3 separate regions of the Sus scrofa genome follow, and regions 1 and 2 are each linked to region 3. The links are chromatin contacts, called in public HiChIP or PLAC-seq maps. All regions are on one chromosome and are shown on one strand. The core of a region is the stretch at or near the end of the contact, and the rest is flanking DNA. Distances in the headings are between cores, read along the strand shown. Region 1 overlaps UBE4B (ubiquitin conjugation factor E4 B). Region 2 overlaps UBE4B (ubiquitin conjugation factor E4 B). Region 3 overlaps PGD (6-phosphogluconate dehydrogenase, decarboxylating).

Region 1 (2,888 bases), core at 335-2,834, 320 kb before region 3:
TTTTGTCTTTTTGCTATTTCTTTGGGCCGCTCCTGCGGCATATGGAGGTTCCCAGGCTAGGGGTCAAATCGGAGCTGTAGCTGCCAGCCTACGCCGGAGCCACAGCAACGCGGGATCCAAGCCGCGTCTGCAACCTACACCACAGCTCACAGCAACGCTGGATCGTTAACCCACTGAGCAAGGGCAGGGATTGAACCCGCAACCTCATGGTTCCTAGTCGGATTCGTTAACCACTGCGCCACGACGGGAACTCCCTTGTTTCCTTTTAGAGATAGAGCACGGCCAAGATACCATATATGTATGTATGTACGTACATATGTACATACCTAGGTACTATGTGTAACCTCCCTGTTAAGTGCTGATGGATGTCCCAGGCTGAGTTGCAGTCTCCCTCTTTGTGTAATTTCTACTCTCATTACCTCTTGGGCAGATCTTATTTTGCTGTGTTATTATTGTCGATTTCTTATGTCTTTTCCCCAGTGGATCTGGAAATGCTTGAAGGTAGAGCTTGTGACTCCAGTATTGTCATATCTTTATTGCTTGCTCTAGTGGCTGGTGCAAAGTAGACACTTACTGAACCAACAAAGGATTGAATTTTGAGGGTGAGATTATGTTCATAAGATATCATTTTTTCCTAGTTTATTCATTAATACTCTCTATGTAAATATAGATATATACAACATGGCATATGGAAGTTCCTGGGCCAGGGATTAAACCCAAGCCATAGCAGCAACCTGAGCTGCTACAGCGACGCCAGATCCTTAATCTGCAGCACCACAAGAGAACTCCATACTCTGTCTATAGTTTAAACTAGAAAATGGAAATACTCTTTTTTTTTTTTTAGGGCCGCGCCTGGGGCATGGAGGTTCCCAGGCTAGGGGTCTAATCAGAGCTACAGCTGCCGGCCTACGCCACAGCCACAGCAATGTAGGACCTAAGCCACATTAGCAACTACACCACAGCTCACGGCAACGCCAGATCCTTAACCCACTGAGCAAGACCAGGGATTGAACCTGCAACCTCATGGTTCCTAGTCGGATTCATTTCTGCTGCACCATGATGGGAACTCCGGAAATATTCTTTATTTCAAAATACACATTCATCAAAGAGGAAGTTTACTAATATTCTGATGTTAGACTATAAACATAGTATCTGAAATACCAACAGCCTATATACATGAATTCATTTATTCATAATAATGGACAAGCACTGTGTCATCAGGGGAGTAAGGCTGCCTCCATCCACAGGTCACCGCAACTTCAGAACGGATTTTCTTCTGTAAAGATCAAGGGAGCACGGGTAAGATTGGGTCCTCCAGAGCTAGACTATCTTCTCTTTTGCTTTCCAGCTGTGTGACCTTGAGCAAGTCACTTAACCTCTCTGAGTTCAGTTTTCTCATCTGTAAAATGGGAAAATAAAGGTACCGCCCTCTTTGGATTATTAACCAAAGTTGTGTATCTGAAGCCCGTAGAACCAGCATCTGGCACTTGATAAGCATTTGGTAATTGTTAATCCTATTAGTGTTAATTATTTTTTGTCTCAGAGTCTGCAGCAGCCTTTTGAAGCAATCGTCAGTGACTAACCTAGAAACTTCATTCTCTGAGCGCTGTATTCACTTCCTCTTTGCAAGAGGAGATGGCGGAGTTGTTTTGAGAAGTAAGGAGACATTTTTACCTGTGTTCCGTTGAAATCTTCGAAGGAGAATTTAAGTCACAATTTCCTATAATCTTAAGATTTAGGGGAAAAGTGCTTTTTTTTTTTTTTTTTCAAATTTTTGGTCTCATATATATATATAAGCTGACAGTGGTAGATTGAGTTTATTTTATTTTGGGCCACAGGGTGAGGCTTGACTTGGGATCTCAGTTTCCAGGCCAGGAGTTGAAGCCAGCCACAGCAAAGGGGTCAAATCGCAACTACTAGACCGCCAGGGAACTCCCTAGACTGAGTTTAATATAGTCTTTAAGGATTTAAGTGACAAGACTCTTGGCGCTTTTAAGTGAAAATTAATTTAAAATTGTGACTTTTGGAAAGGAAACTCGGTGGACTTTAGACCCCAGAGCTCTGGTGTTTAGATTCCAACGTATTTTTTTTTTTTTTTTAAGATATATTGTTGGGCTTCGATATGGGCATATTGTGAAACTGTCACAGCATTTTATAAGTTTTAGATATGACCATCTATTAAAAAAGAAAATAAATCCTGCAAAAATAAAAGAGATTTCTCTAGAAGGACACCAGCCCAAAGAGTAAATATTTGCAAGTGTTTCTCTTTATGTTGGAATTTAATATTTTTGAGTAGAAAAGTAAGATGCTTTTATAGAATGACTAGTAAATTTAAAGCAATGCTTTTTGAAGTTCCCGTCCTGGTGCAGCGGAAACAAATCTGACCAGGGACAATGAGGTTGAGGGTTCGATCCCTGGCCTCGCTCAGTGGTTTAAGGATCCAGTGTTGCTGTGAGCTGTGGTGTAGGTCGCAGACTCGGCTCAGATTTGGTGTTGCTGTGGCTGGCAGCTATAGCTCCGATTTGGTCCCTAGCCTGGGAACCTCCATATGCCAAGGGTGTGGCCCTAAGAAACAAAACAAAGCCAATGCTCTTTGGATTTATTTCGCCCCCCACACACATACAAACTGCTAAAAATAGGAGGGACAGTTCGGCCCATCCTGTGTTAGCTTTTGCCTTATGTCACCACAGCAGCCCTTGCTGTTTTGGACAGAAGCTGTTTGGAATCTACTTTTAGTTAATCAGAAACATGAGGGTAGGAAGCACTGCATCAGGATAGAACAATTCCACGGAAACCCCTATTTTAACGTCATTTGTGAAATAAGAACTGAAACAGGAAAGACAAGAAAAACTCTAGGAATGAAATTTCATGATCAGTATGTTTGGGTT
Region 2 (2,912 bases), core at 312-2,811, 280 kb before region 3:
AACTTCCCTGGTCCACATTGGCTTATTTAAGGCCCGTGTGTACGCGGAGAACCATGTGTAACCTCTCGCTCGTTCTGTGTTTCCAACAGTGTTCTCAGATTTTAAGGACCTGATTGGCCAGATTTTAATGGAAGTACTAATGATGTCCACTCAGACGAGAGATGAGAACCCGTTTGCCAGTCTGACAGCCACATCCCAGCCAATCGCAGCGGCAGCTCGGTCACCAGACAGAAATCTCCTGCTCAATGCCGGCTCCAATCCAGGAACGAGCCCCATGTTCTGCAGCGCGGGCTCCTTCGGCGCCAGCTCCTTGTCAAGGTCCGTGTGGCTCGCGCACACCCGAGTGGTGGGAAAATAGCCGTGGAGCATGTGACAGCCAGGAATGTTCATTCCGGGCCCGAGTCCTAGAGACCGTGGCGTGTGTGGTCTTTTCGGGGATGGGTCGACTCTTTGCAGGAGGTGTTGTCTTTTCTAGATTGGTCTCTTTCGCTTTCCTTGGTTAGGCTGTTGGTAAATCAAATTTAGAGATAAATGGCTGTACATAGAATATTATTCCCAGGAAAGAAAGCTCTCTCATATTTTACGTGTAGGTTCTAGATCCGCCCTGCAGTTAGAGCACAGTTATTTAGACAGGTAACTAGAAGATTTGTTTACCTGAATGCTTAGGGATAAGAGGTATAATTATACTATCCTTTAAAAACACAGTATATTCTATTTTAGTTATTTTTCTCAAGTTTTTCTCCGATTTTCTCTTCTTTCCTCCCTCTCTCAACTCATGTAGCCTCTATGAAACTAGTCCAGCCCCCCGCACGAGTTTCTGGAGCTCTGGGCCCATGACGAGTCCGCCTTTGGCCTCCCCTTCCCGGGCAGCCAGCCAGGCAGCCCCAGGTCCTCATGGCGCGGGTGCCGGGGCTCCGGCAGGAAGCCAGTCCCCGTCTCCGCGGTATCGTCCCTACACGGTCACCCACCCCTGGGGGTCTTCTCCCTCTCCTGCCCCGCGCGCCTCGAGCCTCTGCCTTCTGTCCGGCTCCCCAGGCCTCCCCACCCTGGCTAGTAGCCCTCAAGCAGTGCCCGCCGGCTCCTCCGGACCGAGATCCTCCAGTGCGGGGCCGCCTTTGCTGTCCGCCTCCCCCGGTGCTGTGAGCAGACGGCCCGCCTCCTTCAGGAGCTCCCCTAGGTATCTATGCAGCAGGAGAGCCGGGTGTGTGTGTGCACTGCAGGGAAAGGAGGTTAACACGGTTTGGAAGAACTGTCGTGTGACACTGACCTCAGTTCTGTGTGTTTTCTGCTGTGTGTCTAACTTAGTGTGGGAGGCTTGCGCCCCCAGTCCGTGCTCCTGCCAGGCTTTGATAACATCAGGAAGTATGAGTTGTGCTTTGGGGGGGGGGGGCTGTGCCCACAGCATGTGGAAGTTCTGGGCCAGGGATCGAACTCTCACCCCCAGCAGTGACCCCAGCAAGGTCCTTAACCCCTAGGCCACTGGGGAGCTTCTTGGGTTGCTCCATTCTGCACCCCTTCCCTTCATTCCCTCACTCTTCCTGCTTCCTGTGCAAAATAAAAGAAGTAACTTAGTTGTGAAATCTAGGTCACACGTCACTCCTCGTAACACATGCGTCTCAGAGACCGTAGCAGTTTGTGTTTGAGAGTTTGGGGCTCACAGGCCCACGTTTCTGTTTTTGTATTCTTGCCCATCATAGTTGAAATACAGTCAGACCAAGGGCTTGTGGGACCAAATCCCTCACCTCTGGTCACTGGGGCTGGGCCAGTGCTTATGCCTCCACACTTTGTTTTCAGCCCCTTAGAAAGAAGCAGCACGGGAATTCCATTACTCCACCCCCTCCCCCGCCACGTTCCTGTGCGTGTATGTCGTGGAGGTGAATTCGTTTTCTGCATGTCCGTAGGCAAAGCTTTCGCATAAGGTTTAATGAATAGGCCAGCGATTGCAAAGCTTTCCTTCTCTTATTCTGCCTTTGTTCCCTGATGACCTTTTTCCTTTTGTTACGGTAGTATGTACGACACCCCTTTCTCCTTCCTCTTCCTCGCACTTTCTGGGGACAGTAGTGACGAAGATGGAGAAGAAGATGGTGATGGTGCCGATGGTGCTGATGAAGGTGGTGGTGGTGGTGATGAGTTTTCTTGTGTCCCGTTTGGGTCCAGGTATCAGAGGAGTGGAGTCTTACCCTGCATGTGCGTAGGTGCTTAGGAACTAACTTTCATAAGCCCTCATTAGATGTGTGCCTTGCATCCAAACAGGATAGGGTCCAACGAGGTGGCCTGGACCGCTGAGATGTGCCAAACGTGCATGTGTCTAAAACCTCAGGACCTTTTCATGGGGTGAGGTGGTGCACAGGAAAATTTTCGTCGTTGTTTGTTGCCTGGCAAGTTTGGAGGAAAACGTACATCAGATCATTTGTCAAAAACACGAACAACCGTTGAAAGGGCCCTATTAAGTTCGTTCACCGTCAGATCTAAAATGAGAGACCCTTCCTTTATCTGTTGCAGGAGAGTTCTTGCACACTGCCAGATATGGGCAATAGGTAACTCTGGGAGGCATGTTTTCTTATGTTTGGTGGCATGGATGGCTCCTGTTTAGGAATGGCAGAGGGGCTGGGATGTGTGTGTGTGTGTATTCTCAAATGTCTGTCTGTCCATCCCTCTCTGGCTCAGTCTGGACAGTCCATCAAAGAGCACATGGGGTCACTCATACTGTCTGGTGTAACTGTGTTTCTATTTTCACTTTTTTTTCTTTTTAGGGCCGCACCTGTGGCCCATGGAAGTTCCCAGGCTCGGTGTCAAATTGGAGCTGTGGCTGCTGGCCTGCACCACAGCCACAGCAGCATAGGCTCTGAGCCTCGTTGGTGACCACAGCTCGTGGCAACACTGGATCCTTAACCCACTGAGCGAGGCCAGGG
Region 3 (3,140 bases), core at 269-2,768:
CCCTTCTGCTCTTGCAGCTGAATGAACTAGCGTGAGAGGCTGAAGCTGCTTTTGAAGCCCTTCTTGGAAGTCCTCCTGTCGTATGAGCTCTGAGATAAATCCAAAAGTTACTGTCTTAACCAGTTTGACTTTTGGATAGGGTTTTTTGGGGGGGAAGCCACGCCCACGGTACATGGAAGTTCACAGGCCATGGGTTGAACCCGCACCACAGCAGTGACTAGAGCTGCTGCAATAACAATGCCAGTCCTTAACCCATTGCCACAGGGGAACTCTGTGGGATAGGTTTTTGTTTCTTGTCTTTTTATGGCCGCACCTGTGGCATATGGAGGTTCCCAGGCTAGGGGTCGAATTGGAGCTGTAGCCAACTGGCCTCCACCACAGCCACAGCAATGCCAGATCCGAGCACAATCTGCAACCTACACCACAGCTCAAGGCAACACCAGATCCTTAACCCACTGATCAAGGCCAGGGATGGAACCTGCATCCTCATGGATGCTAGTCAGATTCATTTCTGCTGAACCACGACAGGAACTCCATGTGTGGGATAGTTTTAACATTAGTGATTTAATTAAGTCAGTGACGTAAAATAGAATTTAATAGGGAAGGTAACTGTAATGGGCTTTTTCATATGAAAGTTCACAGAATTTTTAAAGCTTTGGTACTCAACATTTATTTTGCAGTATTTTTTCTCAGGTATTTGGGAAGTAAAATATTACCTGTGCATTGCAAGTCCTTTAATATTCTCTTCCTAAGCTCCTTCCCCTTCTTTAGAAGAAAAGTACCCTGAAGTTGCTGTATATCTTTCCATCCATGTTTTTCATCCTGTCTTAATGAGCTAAGCACCAAACTCAAAGAAATGTAGAGATAAGGAAATAATACAAAGCTGAAATAAACAAAGGCCATAAAGGCATTAACAAAACTACACATTGGTTCTTCAAGAATAAAACAGAAGTTCCTATTGTATCTCAGAGGGTTAAGAACCTGACTAGTATCCATGAGGACGTGGGTTCGATCCCTGGCCTTGCTCAGTGAGTCAAGGATCCAGTGTTGCCATGAGTTGTGGTGTAGGTTGCAGACGTGGCTCAGATCTGGCATTGCTGTGGTGCAGGCCATTAGCTACAGCTCTGATTCAACCCCTAGCCTGGGAACCTCCATATGCTGCATGTGTGGCCCAAAAAAAGAAAAAAGAAAAAATAGAGGAGTTCCCTTGTGGGTTAAGGATCTGGCGTTGTGACTGCAGTGACGGGTCACTGCTGTGGTGTGGGTATGGTCCTTGGCCTGGGAACTTCCATATGCTGTGGGCATAGCCAAAACGCAAAACCAGAACCCTTCAATTCTGGCAAGATTGAAAAAGAAGGCAGGCTCATCTTGGTCCCGGCGGAAGTGTCCCCCCGCAGTCTCATGACAAGCTCTCCTGCTGCTCCCTGTCCCTCCCTAGCGGGCTCCTTCCTTGGGTTTCTGCACTGATGAAGCCTCACTGTCTGCAGCGAGCTGCAGGGCTGAGGGCACAGCGAGGAGGGAAGTAGTTGCTTCGTCCAGCTCTGCCGAGAAGGAAGTTGGTGCTTTTTAGCTGCTCCAAGTACTGCCTTGGGTGGAGGGGACAGTAACTCGAGCAGCTTATTCATGACTGACTCAAACGTAAGAGCATCACACCCTCAAAAAGATTCCTGCTCTCTTGATTTAGAGACTTTGTACCCTCCCTCCCAGCTGATGGCAGGCGGCTGCCTCCCTGGCCGGGCGCCTTCCTGTTTGCCAAGCTGATGGGGAAGTAAGTCTCCAGCTAATCTTAGGTAACACTGAGGTTTCGCCACCCTTGCCTCCTGTGCCTTTTGTCCTGGTGAGCTTCCGCCCAAGAGTGCCAAGTCATCGTGTGTGTGCAGCACAGGAGCCCCAGAGCGCGGGACGAGGACAGCAGGATGCCCCTTTGCAAGCCGAGGCCAGAATCCGTTCCTCAAAATAAAGGCCTCCATTACGTCCCAGAGATCTCACCTCATTGGGGGGAAAAGTGGTTATTCTAATTATATAAGTTGTCAATTAGGCAAGTTCTTAGAAGTGATCACTTTTAAGATTCTAAATTTCTTAATAGTAAAATACTGTGTTGAAATGTTTTCTGTTCAAATGAAGTAAAACTGGAACTGTAGTGGTCATCATGGACACACCGAAGCTGTAAACGGTAATAATTAGAAAGTGGGGTTCTTTGAAGGGTGACGTCTGTGTTACTTGTCCGTGTACTAGTTGTTTCAAAGTGATGGCTGTTCGTGTGTCAAAAGAAAATAGTGTTTGGTGAGCATCTAAAATTTTAAGTCTTCCCAGTTGAATTTTTTACTGGTAGACCAACACTAATACTATATATAATTTAAAAAAATTTTTTATGGCTTTTTTAGGGCCACACCCGAGGCATATGGAGGTTCCCAGGCTAGGAGTTGAATCAGAGCTATAGCTGCCACCTTACACCATAGCCACACAGGATCCAAACCTCGTCTGTGACCTACACCACAGCTCACAGCAATGCTGGATCCTTAACCAAGCAGGGCTCTGACCTGCATCTTCACGGATCCTAGTTGGGGTCGTTCACTGCTGAGCCACGATGGGGACTCCAAGTAATTCTAAATAACAGTGGTTTTCCCATTTCCTTTTTTCCCCTTAAAACTGTCCTCTGAATTTCATGGTGATCTTGGTGATTAAATACCTGTGTTCTTGGAGTTCCTGTCGTGGTGCAGTTGGTTAACGAATCCACTAGGAACCATGAGGTTGCGGGTTCGGTCCCTGCCCTTGCTCAGTGGGTTAACAATCAGTGTTGCCGTGAGCTGTGGTGTAGGTTGCAGATGCGGCTCGGATCCCGCGTTGCTGTGGCTCTGGCGCAGGCCGGCGGCTACAGCTCCGATTCGACCCCTAGCCTGGGAGCCTCCATGTGCTGCAGGAGCAGCCCAAGAAATGGCAAAAAGACAAAAAAAAAAAAACCTGTGTTCACATTGGAAGACTGACTTGAGTTTCAGTTTTCAAATTAACTGTTTGGAGCTTTTTATAAAAGCTCTTTCTGATCCAGGTTAACTTCTGTGGCCTAAGGTTGAGACGTGGGCTCTTTGTAAACTGGGAATCTTGCTCTGTTCCTGTTTTCCCTCGTGCCCTGGCTCGTGTGT

Evidence for each region. HiChIP or PLAC-seq counts read pairs in DNA pulled down with a chosen protein or histone mark.
Region 1: a contact with region 3 is called in an H3K27ac HiChIP or PLAC-seq map of alveolar macrophages. The contact joins two enhancer-like sites. A contact is called at or near these places in 2 of 2 datasets of contacts at active chromatin or transcription factors (alveolar macrophages and skeletal muscle).
Region 2: a contact with region 3 is called in an H3K27ac HiChIP or PLAC-seq map of alveolar macrophages. The contact joins two enhancer-like sites.

What each region holds. Positions count from the first base shown.
Region 1 is chr6:70,370,322-70,373,209 of Sscrofa11.1, forward strand. The region is part of intron 1 of UBE4B (ubiquitin conjugation factor E4 B); the gene reads left to right. Among named protein-coding and RNA genes, the nearest start is that of UBE4B, 26 kb to the left of the region's middle. Within about 2 kb of position 1,585, at least 2 of the 83 cell types and tissues checked have an H3K27ac peak or open chromatin away from gene starts, as enhancers often do. A contact at or near this core is called in alveolar macrophages, where this site is marked.
Region 2 is chr6:70,407,675-70,410,586 of Sscrofa11.1, forward strand. It overlaps UBE4B (ubiquitin conjugation factor E4 B), which reads left to right. Exons shown (of 27, transcript XM_021095312.1): 6 at 90-318. Among named protein-coding and RNA genes, the nearest start is that of UBE4B, 63 kb to the left of the region's middle. Within about 2 kb of position 1,562, at least 3 of the 83 cell types and tissues checked have an H3K27ac peak or open chromatin away from gene starts, as enhancers often do. A contact at or near this core is called in alveolar macrophages, where this site is marked.
Region 3 is chr6:70,687,758-70,690,897 of Sscrofa11.1, forward strand. The region is part of intron 8 of PGD (6-phosphogluconate dehydrogenase, decarboxylating); the gene reads left to right. Among named protein-coding and RNA genes, the nearest start is that of APITD1, 12 kb to the right of the region's middle. Within about 2 kb of position 1,519, at least 9 of the 83 cell types and tissues checked have an H3K27ac peak or open chromatin away from gene starts, as enhancers often do. A contact at or near this core is called in alveolar macrophages, where this site is marked.